2 separate regions of the Anser cygnoides genome follow, and region 1 is linked to region 2. The links are chromatin contacts, called in public Hi-C maps. All regions are on one chromosome and are shown on one strand. Each heading gives the region's core, a stretch centred on a gene start, on an enhancer-like site or on the middle of the called end of the contact. The rest is flanking DNA. Distances are from core to core; before and after follow the strand shown. Region 1 has its middle 7.3 kb from the start of TLR3. Region 2 overlaps SORBS2 (sorbin and SH3 domain containing 2).

What was found. A called contact is a pair of places that touch in the nucleus more often than the background predicts.
Region 1: a contact with region 2 is called in a Hi-C map of liver, with 2.6 times the contacts expected there. The contact joins two enhancer-like sites. A contact is called at or near these places in 2 of 7 Hi-C or Micro-C datasets (both in liver).

What each region holds. Positions count from the first base shown.
Region 1 is chr4:60,056,055-60,063,434 of Taihu_goose_T2T_genome, reverse strand. No RefSeq gene overlaps it. Among named protein-coding and RNA genes, the nearest start is that of TLR3, 7.3 kb to the left of the region's middle. Within about 2 kb of position 4,479, at least 2 of the 3 cell types and tissues checked have open chromatin away from gene starts, as enhancers often do. A contact at or near this core is called in liver, where this site is marked.
Region 2 is chr4:59,905,415-59,912,185 of Taihu_goose_T2T_genome, reverse strand. SORBS2 (sorbin and SH3 domain containing 2) reads left to right here. Exons shown (of 28, transcript XM_066996226.1): 8 at 3,315-3,794. Among named protein-coding and RNA genes, the nearest start is that of PDLIM3, 80 kb to the right of the region's middle. Within about 2 kb of position 3,600, at least 2 of the 3 cell types and tissues checked have open chromatin away from gene starts, as enhancers often do. A contact at or near this core is called in liver, where this site is marked.

The DNA of each region.
Region 1 (7,380 bases), core at 3,230-5,729, 150 kb before region 2:
TAAATATTTTTGGTAGTATACAAACATGCAATACATTAAGAATCCAATCACCCTGATTCACTGCAAAACCAGTCCGTATACCAGGGCTTAAAGTTCTGTTTGAAAACCATTCAATTAGTAAAAAAGTTTCTACTCAGCTGTAATATTGATTCCACTGACATATCTTGAAAATTAACACAAACTACATGAAAAACGTCAGAAAGTCACCAGGCATCAGGAGAACAGTATTCCTCAGTACATAATAATACATACATAATTCAACATGGAACAAGATACTGACTTCTGAGTAACATAGCCTTCCTAGTGTCTGGATGTTACATTGCGTGCTTACACCCATCAGATTTCAAAACTGAATGAAATCAGAATTGCTGAGTTGCTTAGCAGAACAGAGATTAAGGTGCTGCTTTTAAATAAATTCTGAGCTAAAACCAAAGCCGTTTTTAACATGAGAATTACAGATTTTAACATACCTAGCAAAATATGTCTGTGCATGTATTCAGAGTAGCTGTTAACTTTGTGGTGATAGTATAATATCTGTATATAGCAAGGCAGCAAACTGATTTGAACATTGTCCTTTTCATGTCAGCCTTCTATAGAGTACTGCTACTTTGCTATGTAACAGTTCTGAGTTTTAATTAAAATTCAGTGAGCAAAAATCCTGACTTCAAAGGACAATTTCCAGCAACTCATTTTATTCTGAGTTGATACTTGTATTACTGTTTCTTCTTAATGTCACACAAACCTCAAGCAGAGCTATAATGAGCATAGTCTAGATCAGAGGTTAATCTATTTTATGATTAAATTTTTAAAATATTTCAAATTCTCCAGCTTCATATAAAAACTAATGTATACAGCCACATTTTGTGTCTACATTTGAAACCTTTCAAAAATTTAGGATTGAGAGTTTAGGCTGTATGCCACAGGACAAAGTCACCATTTTTCTACTCTATCTTTACTGGAAGCCAGCATTTGGACATCCAGGAATTTGGGTGAGAAATGAAACTTCACTCTGGCTGAATAAACTACTTAAGTTCAGCATGGATGGCTTATGTCAAGTCTACAGTGTAATGCATACTGGGGGAAGTAAAGCACACGTGTTGGGCTGCATAAGAAATCACCTACATTTAATTTCCCTTTTAATTATAACCCACAATTTGAATGTTTTGTGCCAGGCTATTCCTGACCACATTGTGAAACCCTCTGCAAAATGAGGGTCATGGCCACGGTCATAAAAAAGACAATAAACTCAAATGCATTCCTTTTCAAATTCAGCACCTTTAATCTGCCTAATATCTGTAGATAAAATGAAAATATATGAATGTGTATGCAGAATCAGAAAAGGCATCTCAAACTAGATATTCGTACCCCTAAACTATACAACTAAAGTACCTGCTTTGCAAATGATCTTCCTTACTAACATTGTAAACAGTAGGTACTATGCATCTCTTCTGATTGTGTTCCCTGTGTTAACATGCACGTAAAAACATCATTTGAAAACATTATATATATATATATTTTTTTTTTTACTTGGAGCAACCAGAAGCAACAAATACAGCAGATTTCATGATATATGGTACTATATGATCAAGTACAGAAGTAAAATACTGAACATATTCACTGAAATCCCTTTAGCTTTTGAGACCTGTGACTATTAATCACTGCTTTATTATGAGTAATAGATCAAATGTAGTTTAATGAAAAATAATTTATCCAGAGTATTTTAAAAATATTTCTGCACTTGCAAAAAAAAAAGCTAATAACAGATAATATGGGAAATATATTTCAGGTACTTTAACTCCAAGAAAGATAGGGAAAACACTAAATTTTTTTTTATCCTTTCTATGCAACACAGTAACACCCTTTGAAAAGCATAGCATTAACATTAGTACTGACGTTTTTTCCACAGTCAGGCTTTTTACAACAGTCTCATATTTTAATAGATTATTTTGAAAAGACATCGTCAAAGAATCAGGTTAGCTGTCACATTTATTGATCAATCCACCAAATCTCAGTTTTTTGTACATGCAAAAAAACACCACTAGATGTCAGCATTAACTTTCTCCAAAAAAAAAGATACAAGCCATTTGATTTCTATTTTCTGGTAGATGTAAACCTAAAGAGTAGCTCCTGAAGTCCAAAGCTCCTTAAAGGAAATGTTTCTAGCATAAAGACTGATCTTGCAGCTGGCTGGGCATCAGGGTTATTTGCCCTGGCAAGTATATCACAGCTTGATTTGTTGAACCAAATTTGGTAGAATTAAAGAAATTCCACATTCATACTCCTAATAACTGAACATGTTATGTACACAAAATGAATCATCTTACTCAGCTGCAGCTAGGAAAAAAAAGCCAAGTCCACAGCCTTAAAGACTCTGGGATGTGTACTGCCATCAACAGTCTCATAGGCCTGCTGCTGCTGAGTTTACCAGATTTTATCTAAATAACATAAGGAGTAACATATGGACCTGACTGTATGTAACAGCTTTGAATTTTACAGGAACTGCTGTTGTAAATTTGCTTCATTATGACAGTGGCGAGATGCCTGACAATCCCTTACTACTCCTAAGATAAAAGCCATAACCTCCCACAAGACTGACCACAAACTATTTATCATAACAGTTTTCTGGGAAACAAATCATAAAAAAAATGCAAAAACAGAGCTGCAAGCACTTAAGGCCTTTCTTCTTCTTTTTTTTTTTTTTTTTTTAAACTGACAAAGTATCTGAGATTTTCTCGCCTTCTGATTCAGTTAAGTCTCTATGTGCATACTTTGTTTACTACCATGAGGACAAACGCCTTCCTAAAATGCCCACGACCTGTTTGTCCTTTCTGAATTGTTGTGCTCATTTGTATAAGCAGGCAAATACGGACAGCAAATAAGAAAGTCCCCAGTGTTGGCAGGCTATTTGAATCTGGACGTTTACACTGCTTTCCAAAGCACCTTCAGGACACTCTAGTTATCAAATTGATTCACACATGGTAATGATCATTTGTTTTGAATTTGAAGTATAGTTAGTAGAACATTTTTGGACTTAGATGTCAAGACAGATTTCTGTATTTAAGGACAAGTACTGTGGGAGCAGTGGTGAATAATATGGTTAATATTTCTGTCCCCAAAAAAACCTTACTAGGAGATTCATGTTTGATTGCCACTGAAGATAAGAGCAACATATGTGTGGCAAATAGCCAATATGTGAGTCAGAGGGTATTTAATCATTTGAGGTTCCTATACAATGTAAACCTGTACAGGCCATTTTACAACCCTTTTCTCATTTTTTTTGTATTCTGTAGGTGTTGGTGAAACTTGTTTTCCATTTTACAGAGGACTAGGGCATCTGCAGTCATCTGCAATACCACATTATTATTTGGATGCACAAATATAGCTATCAGGAATCAACAGCTCAAGAATCTATTTTTTCAGTTCTTCCTACGAGATTTTTGTCACCTGTATTGAAAACGAACTGACCATGAAGTGTACAGCTTTATCAGCTTCCCTAAACACACTACTGTATTGCAATTTACTCCATTCTTTTGCTCCTTTCAGATAGCTGTTATAGGCAGGTGGGAATTGTGTGAATTAATTTTAGTATCCATGAATTTTCATAGCACCTGACAACCTTAAACCTTGGACATTACCACAATGTTAGTGTTAGCTGAAAGATTAAAATTTGACATGTTAAAAAATATATGCGAAAGAACCAGAAGACAAGCTCCACTCTTCCTCAGTCCAAGAATACTTCAAAGTACACAAGAGCAATGCCCTGGTTCACCTCAGGATGGTCGGACATACCTAAAAGCACACATAAAAGTCAGAAGCAAATAGTGCGTCTTTGAGCTACACTGTTTAACCTCCTTATAATTTCTGCTTCTAAGGCCACTACAAAGGACAAAAATATTTTTTTCTTCCCAAAAGGATTTATTCTGTATCTTTCCTATAAGTTGCAAATAAAATTACTTCTATCAAGAAGCAAGATGATCCACAGGACAGTTCTGTAACTTGTCCACCTTGTAGATCAAGTAAAAGGTGAATTACAAAAATCAAAAATGAGGGAAGCAAACTATTTATACAGGCTTTTAAAAATAGAGGGGGGGGGGCTCAAATCTTTTCTGTCTCTTGTGACCTGGATGATTTTTGCAAGTATGAATAATTAACAGAAAAAAATAATGACTTTTTATGGAATCTTGGATTTAACAGTAAAATACCTCAAAATAAGGCCTTCTCAATAGGTAATTTTTACTCGTAAGTTAAACAAGTAGAAGAAAGACTGCTGCACCCATAGAACAGCACATTTCAATAGTATTGCCAACTGCGACCATTACATAAACATGTTTTGGATCCCTAGAAAACCTGAACTTGGCTTTAAATTGACCTTATATCAGAAGTAAAATTTTGGGATAAGAACATGTTATTACTTTTGCATGTTAATCCAATGAACGTGTCGGCCAGATGGCTCTGACATAAGTATGGCAGCCAAGGACTCGCCCTCCAAGCAAGCTGAGATTGTTCCAGGAAAAAAAATAAATAAATAAATAAAAGATTCTCAGAGCTGTAACTTTAAACACTAAGTAGGAACCAGCAAGAAAGCTACAAATCAGGAATACCACAAACACACAAAAATGAATGTTTTTCCTATGTTTCATAATTTCTCGTTTTTAAACTTTCCTCATGCCTCCTGTTACAGAGACGCCTGCTCGTACATTCTCAGAGCAACTATTCAAAAGCAATTTCTCTCCATCTGAAGCCATGCTCCTCGCAATACTGACAAGGTCAGTGAGGTCCACAGGAAGTTATTTGCTGAGTAAGTGCTGGTCACGCAATTTACAGCTGCTTGGATGGGCAGTTTTAATTTACAGCATAGTTTTCCAAGTTGCCAACTTGTTCTAGGGAGAAATCACCTGAAAAATTCCAATCACAGCTCCATTGTATCCTCCCCATATGTGAGAATATTACCCAGCTTTAATACCAGATACAAATAGGATTATGCTTTTACATGTCATGAACTCACAAAGGAAGTAGTGCCCACTTTATGTAATTACAGACAATTTTCATTCCTGTCATGGAACATGAGATGAAGAAATATGAGGTAGGAGAGCTCTCAAAGCCATTCGGGAAATAATTGAAGGAATGATTAGCGCTGCTGCACAGAAAAGATCTCCTTAATCATTTGGATACAGAACGTATCATGGCTCTTTAAAAACACTTACAGTAGACATTACAACACTGTTCTCTGTGAGTTATCCTGTCCTTTTCACAGAAGTTTTACATCAACAGCTTTGAAATTTAAAAAGGGGGAAAAAAGAAGGTCAAAGGATATCAAAAAAGTTATTTGTTCTCTTAAGCAAATAAAACATTGTGTGCACAAATACATTCCTCTAGAGTGCCTGGAAACACATCACGGAAAAGTTCCCTAATAAAGTGATCATATTATTCATTAACATTTAAAAACTCTTCCAGCATACTGCTCTGTGGTATGTTCTCAGCCTGCTTTGCAGCAGTTAAGAAAAAGGTCCAAGGTTCATAGGGGAGGGCTTGTAAGCAGCTCACAAACAATGTGCTTGAAATTCCTTGCTTTTGTAGCAGGAGTGCAAAACTACAGTTGAATAATTAAGCTATTGAAGTAGGATTTATGCCGAAAAGACTAATTTGTAAGCTGTGCCCAAAGCGTCTGGGTTTGAAGTGATTTGCATATTTCTTCCTTTGGTATTCTAGGAATGCTATGGGAAACTTGCTACCCCAGGTCTCAGCAATAGGTTTCTCATGCATACCTTTCCAAACTTGTCTTTGAAAACATGAAAAACGAGAGTGTGACAAGCAGCATTATATTCATGTAGCATATGAATACAGGTATTCATGCAACTGGAAGCAAACATGAAATTTCTTGCAACATACAATGAGATTCTGTTTTATCTAGGTTACATTAAAAATTAATCCTAATGATTTATGCAAAAGCATAAGGGGTCTGATAAACATAAATAATGAAATCTAGCCACAGAAATGTTTATTTGCCAAGATAAAAGGCAAGCTTTGTACCTCTGAAATAAGAAACACTAGTGATGACAGTGCACAGAATGGAGGGCAGCCCTGGGCATTTCCCCTGCACACATTTATTTAGTGTGCAAGTACATACCCTGTTCTTCTAACTCAAACTGAGCAAAAACCAAACAAAACAACAACAAGAAACTATCTGTGACACTTCACTATTCACATTATATTCCTCCTTTGCATAATAAATTCATTATTTTAAGAATGGGAAGTCATTAAGCTATCAACTTACATTCCTCATCCATATGAAATTACTTTTAAATGCTAGTTTAAGGAACGTACATAAATTATGGCAGAAGTGTTCATCTGGATCAAGTCCAATGGTATTGAATGAGAAAGATAATGCAATATGGTGGCTATTTAGATTAAGTAATAAAGATGAGCAAACAAGCACTAGAGAAGACCCTGTTAGACGCGTCACCAATTTTTACTGCAATGCACACATCCTGACCTAACTTACTTCGGAGTTTGATATTTTATAGCTTGTTGTTTGTTTGTTTTTGTTTTAGCAGAGTTTATTTCTTGTTTCATAACTGCGCAAGCAATTATTTTTGCATCCCTTACACAGACCAAAGCGGAATCCTTTGAAGGAGAATGGAAGATATGCTGCTTCTCTAAGGGGCAACTGAGCACGCTTAAGGGAAAAAGTTCAGGACACTGCAGGCTGTACAACTATATTAAAGAGGCCCAGCAGGCATCCTGTGCTGCCTCACTGCACTGGCCTTCCAAGGACCAGGAGCAGCCATCTCCTCTAGGACCCAGTAGCATAAAGGACAATGCACGCAGTCATCTTCAGTAAGCTCTTGATACCTGCTAAAGAGAGACCCCTGCCATCACCTCTACCCACTACCAACACTTTGTGTTTCAACAAACTGCTACAGATCCAGATTGTCAAGAAGGATGAAACTACACATCCTTAACTTCAAAGCATAACATCCTTAAATTAGTCCTCTTTGAAAAATTATCATAGTAAGCCTTATGCTGTAAACGACCTTATAACTGAAGTAAATTAAACCGTTAGCTTGTTAAAAGCGTGAAACACTTTTTCCTCTGCATCTAAAACACATCTTGAATGCTTCAGTTTTCTTGCTAATCAGTATTTTTGATTTCAGAATTGTCTAGAAAAGATATTTTTACCAAGGTTATGACCATGTTTGCCTGCAGATGAGAGCCACATAACAGAATCCACTTCAGTGCAGCCTGTAAAGTGCTTTGGTGTTTTGGATTGCAGTACATGGGGCTGCATTGTTTTTTCTTTTTTTTTTTTTTTTTTAAATCAGTCAGCACATTTTTCACATAAATAATTATGTCATTAAGTTTTCCATGCTTTTTTTGAAC
Region 2 (6,771 bases), core at 2,351-4,850:
CTCTGAGTCTCCTTATCTGTGTCTTGACTGTTGAAGCAAGGCCAGTACTTTGGTGTCATGAGTAACCTTGCAGCACTCCACAAATCTTGTGTTAATATGATAGAGGACAAAACCTGTTCTCGGGTCGCCTGTCTACTTCACGTGAATTGGGTGGAAACTGTATGCTTCAGGCATGACATTTTAATATTTGGTGGAAGGTGAACATTTCTGAAGACCAGCTGAAAGCTGTGCTTAAGACTTTGAATTTGTTCCAAGACAGTGTTGATATTTATTTCTCAAGTGTTGCTCCACAGCCCAAGATAATTATGTAGTCTAATGTTTCATCATTCTAATAGATGAAATACTTGTTTGACAGTTAATCCAAATGACTTCTTATAGCATTTCTTGGGCTATGAAAATAACAAAACCTAATTTGAAGCACACTGGATGGAACTGGTATTAAAAGTTGAGGTTTTTTGAATGTATTCAACCTTGTTTTTCTCATATTTTTCGCAGTGGTGAAGAATATGGCTTACCAGTAGCCAAATGTATCTGCTATTTAGTGCTTGCCAGCACTCCATGTTGAAAAAGACCAGTTTTTTCAATGGTTTAAACAGTTTGCTTTTTTAAAAAAAAATATTGTTTTCAGCCACCTTTTCAGCCACTCTTTGCCAGAGTGATGATTACACCTATGACAGAGTTCTGGAACCAGCCAGAATACTCAAGTTTTTCCCTTCAAAGCTGAGAAACTTCATATTGGGAAACAGTACCTAGAATGGCTGCATGCCTTCTACCAATGTTGTAAGAATCATAACATTATATTTTATTTAAGAATTTGGCTTGATGAAATCAGCTATCATTTGCCAAGCACAATGTATTTAATTATTTAAGAATTCCATTTCACTTGCTCTCTGGATGCACCCTGAATATCTTTCCTTGTGTTGTCCATCCTTACTTTTCTCAAGCATGCAGGAAATCATCTCAGTTTGAAGCTAGCAAGCTTACCAGGTTTCTTGAGTCTCCAAAGTTGCCTTTTATTTTAACAATTCAGAGATCAATTTAGTTATGGTAGCTCAGTCATGCAGCTTTTCTTCTGGGGATGCTGAGAGGATATCTGGTCTCAAGAACTTCAGAGTTTCATACACATAATTGCTTTATCTCCTGGTTTGTGTCATTCACTAGAGATATTGAATTGTGACTTGGATGTTGAAATACATCATGAAGGATAGTTATGTTTTACCTTTATGTGTCTAACAGTGAGGTGAAATTACTGTTATATGTGTTGTTAAATGCATAGATCTTTAGCCCCTGATATGTTATGCTCTATGACCAGCTGTTTCACAACATTTTATGATTGCTTTTCATTATATTTTAATTTGAATATTTGAAGTTTAAGTGTTTATTTAATTTGATATTTGATGTTTCCATTGGCAAATTAGCTATCTCTAAAAATGTTATTTCTTTTTACAGTCATCCACTTGATTATTGATTTTTCTAAATAAGTAATTTGTTTAAAGTTACTATATAAAAAGATTTTTTTTAAGGTTTAGATTTCAAACATTGCTTACTGAAATCAGATTATATCTGATAAATAAGATTTTAATTTTAAGCTGTTTGATTATGTGTGGTTTTGTTTTATTTGTTTGTTTTTACTGTTTTAACTGCAAATTTTAACAGTAGGTTTTGGCTATTTTTGTATATTCGATAGGTCCAGTAATGCCAAACAGTTCTTTCAAACCATTTGGAACAAGTGTTGGGTATCTCTTCGTATGCTGAAAATCCTTTTCTGAAATGCTTATTCATAGGAATGGTCCTGTTGACCTCACCAAGATTATTTGTGTAACTTTTAGTTGATCTCAGCAAGGATTATGGAACTGGACCCCCAGTGATCTCTCACAAGTGGCAAAAGCTGGGTTGTGTTCCAAGTCTTCTATAAGGGTTTTACAAGATATTTTCAGATTGTGGATTAAAATGCCAAAATGGCATTTTAATCTGATGGTTTGAAACATTTTTGAATGATTAGAGTTAAAGATGTCTGCATATTCCAAGCACTGGAAAAAAGCATTATCTTCAGTAACAATGTGATATTTATGAGTAAATACTGTTTGTTTGTTTTTAAGTAGTAATTGCTGCATGTGGTATCCTACTGTCCTCTCTTTTAAATAAATTCTAAATCCCAAATGTTCTTGCCCTGCAGCTATTCCAGAGCTTGTCAGCTCTGTCGAAAGTGAAACTACTAGTGCTGAAGTACTTTGATGTATTTCAGAAATTGATGGAAAGCTTGCAGCTGATGGGCAATATAGAAAAAATTGTGCGTCTGATTAACAAAGGCTGGACACCAAGATGTTTTTCATGTATCTTTAATTCAAAAACAATTTGCAGACGCTAAAAGTCAGTTTCAGGACTAGTTTAAAACTGGTGTATTGTGACCGATTTGAAATATCAAAACATAAAGCTTGTAATGTGTGAATTTTCAGAAGCACTCTTTTGAGGATATTCCTTTATGCTTTTAAGGAATGGTGCTGAAGCCAGCCAAGTAGTGTGTTTTGTTTCAGTGCTAAATCATCCCTGTCCTGTTCTCGTGTTCCCAATCATTGTTCTTCCTCGTATTTATACCAGATAGCTTAGCAATCCTTGTGTCCTCTGATGTTGAAAAGGTTGATATACTTACACCTTATCCAGTAGGCTGACAGGGTGCTTCCAGAGTGCTTGGAAATTCCAAGATCATCCAAACGTTATTATCAGTGAGGCAGTGGAGAAGAAGTATTCAATCACAAGAGGAAAAAAATCCACAATCTATTGCTTGTGGGTCATGTGCACATTCAATACTAGCATTTCCATTTAGCTTGCAGTCCTGCCCATCTGTATGTTACAGTTTCAAAATGGTACCCATCCTTTGATTTAAAAAAGGAGTAACATTTATAGAGATCAGGCTCACAGATGCCTTTTTCCTTCTACAAAAAAAAAAAGAGCATGATATTCTCTAGCCTCATATTTATGTATAAGTATAAAATAGCGTGACCCTATTAATATATGGAATATGTTGTGGAATATTCATTCCATATATTCCAATATATGGAATATTCATCCCCAAAACACTGTGGTTTCTGGCATTGCTTCCACTAGTATTTGATGCATTAATTTCTTTCATGTTTTTCTACTTTAATATAGAGTATGGTTGATTTATTTCCTAATCCATGTGAATGTGAACTTCCTAGGCCTGCTGAAAAACGTACACTTTTGTAATTCTCCTACACACAGCAAGAGGCAAAGGGAAACGTTTTTATTCATTTGGTAATCTGTTTCTTTCTTATTTTTTTTCCCTCAAATCTCAGCTTGGAAACCAGAAAGTAACTGCCCCTGTGATGGAGGTAAATGCTTCACAGACACACAGACAAACAGCAACAGAAGCTTCTCCACTGCCTCTTCCTCCTCCTGTGGTACCAGTTAACAGAGCCTCTTTCTCACCAGACAGTGGCACCTATCTAGTACCATATTCTTTGCCAGCGCTTGATGACTTTTTGCCTTCACGCTTTTATAAAACCCCAGCCCTTTCACAATTTTCATATAAATACCCATTCCTAGCTTCTGAAAGTATTATCCACAGGAACGAAACAGCCTCTGTAAGCACAGATTCTGCCATGAGTGAGTGCTCCTCCCGCACAGTGAGTGAGTCCTCCACAGCCATTCTAGATGAGCTGCAGACTTGTAGCTATGATACTACTGACTGCTCTGAAACACCTTCCCCAACCTTGAGCCAGATGTCTGCTGTGTCAGATGGCACCACCTTAACCAACACTGCTGCCACTTCACATGTAATTATCCTTCCTTTTTTCCTCCTCCATTTTGTTCAAACAGGTTGTCAGAGGGGAAAAACAATTCAGACTTGTCTGTTATCCCATTACATAGACGAGTACTCTGTTAGTTTTCTGGGTTCATAGTCTGAAAGTATGTTTTGTAACAGATGTTTAAACAAATAGTTTGCATAGCTGATTTGGTAATAGACAGGGAAGTGGTACCAAGTTGTTGCACGTATATGTGGTCAGCCAAGGTGTACTGAACATTTTGCTTAAAATAAATGAGAGTAAATTCAATAAATATCCATTCCCAATGCATTAAAAGCAAGTGGTCTGTAGCTTTTCTAGAGATATATTTAAAATACTATTAATGATTTACAGGTTTGTGGATTTGGAGCCTCTTGGCTACCACCATTTTTTGGTTTATACTGAGGTAGAGATTTCAATAATGTAACTTGTAAATTTGTAGTAAATGTTGGCAATATTTAACACAGGTTTTTTTCCCCCAGCTATAGCCACTGACTGCATGAAACTGATTTTCTGTCCTCTAACTGACCTTTCCCCCTCTCAAGCACTGTTTCTTACAGGAGTGAACTTCATAAATAATCTTCTAGTATCCGAGTGTCCTGTTACTTTCCTCTCAGTTAACTCACGGAAAAAAACAGCATGCAATTACCTGTTTTATATGTATGTTCATTGTTCTGTACCTTAGTACACTCACGTATGGGTAGAGAGAAGGCATAGAATTTGGGTCAAATCCAGATCACTTTTCTTTTGAAATTATCTGCATGACCAAAATGAGTGAGAACAGAGCCTTCATTAGTATTGAGCAATTTATTGCTGAATTACAAAACTGAGAAATGTTCTGAGACCTTTTACTGGGTAACAACAGCATTTCAACATTGTACAAGTACTTCAGCACGCTACCATTTTCCAGCCTAAACAGAGCACTTGGTAGGCTAAAAAGAACAAACAGTGTATGTATTTTTTTCATTTCAGATATATTTTCTAAAATGTAGTTTTAGCCCAAACTTGCACATAGGAGAGTCAACGATCTGTAGTCAGTTCTGTGATTGATGTTTAAAAAACATTAACAGGCATGTAAAAGCTGGCACTCCTAACTCTTGTAACACAGCTGTGAAGCCTAAAATTTTGCAAAGTGTCAGTACTGTTAATCTGCATACTGTCCAGTAGTTGTAATCAAAGATGCCATGATCAATATAGAGTGGTATGTGTAAATAAGGCACAATCACTGCAGGGCCATCTACTAGCTATGCGAAGCATGGAACATCTATATTTTCTTCTAACCTCCTTCTAAAATAATCAGCTAACTGTATTTGTTTTCTTTGTAAGCTAAAGAGAACAGTCCTTCCTTTCATTCCTTTTTTGGGTAGTCTCCCTGTAAAGGGATCTATTACGGTCAGGTTTGGCCGCCATTTTCTCTCTTAGATATGGCCAGGCAGGGTTGAATGTAACATGGTTCACCACTAATGGACAAGAGAATGGACGAGTCTCCCACCAAAGGACAAAAATTCCTAAACAGTCATAAGAGCCCCACAGAGAGATTAAACTGCTGGCAAGACCCACCTCTACTTTGTGCAAGAGTCTTTGTCTCCATTCCTCTGTACACAAGGGCCAAATGATTGTAAATGTATCTGTGAAATAAGAAAACGAGGGGGAAGCTGGTGGCACACATATACATCTGCTGTTAGTGGCTCTATCCCTGTATTATTTCTGTAATGATCTTCATTCTTAAAGGAGACTCTGGTTCATAGTGTAGATGAAAACCATTGAGAGAGCAATAAAAACAATATAGGATTGTGCCATCCAGCACTGTGCCTACATAAGATGGAGCCACAGTTTCAAAAACCAATTTGAGGATTTTTGTTTATTCTTGACATCCTTAGTCAAGAGAGCTTAGGAAAAAAAGATTTTACAGCTGATTCTCTGAGAAGAAACAGCATCAGTCCCAAAAGCATCTTTAAACTTCTCAAAACTATCTTTTATAGCTAACCCTCCCACCAGTCCAATAAGTATCAGATACATAAATTTAACAGTGACGACAAAATAAAATTTTGCGGGAAAGTAATTAAAAACTAAAAAATTATACTATTTGAGTTGCTGTCCTCTCTAAAACCTTTAGAACCAAACCCAGAAATGTCATATGTGGTCATTCTATGCCTACACTTAACGGTTGATGTCCATCAGCAAATTGTGTGCATCCTGTTTTCATAATACTGTGTACCACTTAGTGTAAGAGCCTTACTGTCTGACTTGGCCATTTGGTAAAGCGCATCACACAAATGTCTTATTTTTTTATTATAGAAGTTCATAGGAGTAGCTTCCTGTTCTACAAAGAACTCACACTGGTTCTTTTTTCTTCAGAGAACCAAATGCCATAGTAAATGAGTAAGAAGGTGTAAGGTTGCAGACATAGCTGCACTCTGTCTTCCCTTGAAACAAGCTCTCCCAAAAAGACAATGTGCAGAAGAGGACAACAGGTGAACCTCTGAACTAGGGTAGAGATGGTTGGCCTCACTGAAGAACCTCAGCTGAAAACATTACTTCATAGCTCTTGAAATGCTGGCCTTGAGCTGATAGAGCGCCAAGTTCTTTTGGAGAATGGTGTGAGAAAAGCCAACTTACTTTTCATTTTGATTTTTGATTTTATTAAGGGAGAAAGTATTTAAACACAAAAGTTTTGATGGAGACATCACCACAACAAAACTTTTGAACTCACTTTTAACAGGCATCCTTAACATGTCAAACCCCTGGAAGCATCTAGGAGTTCACGTGATGCTTGTATAGGAGACAATTCATTTCTCTCTCCTACCTACTGGAGGCTGAAATGTTAAAAAATTACAAATCAAATGAGCAGCCTACCAAACACAAATGTATATAAGAGGTCATGAACTATTTCATTTTCAAATGTAATAATAATATGCTATGGATTTTAATTAGACTTCTGCTATATTAAACTGGGCAGTTTGGAGCG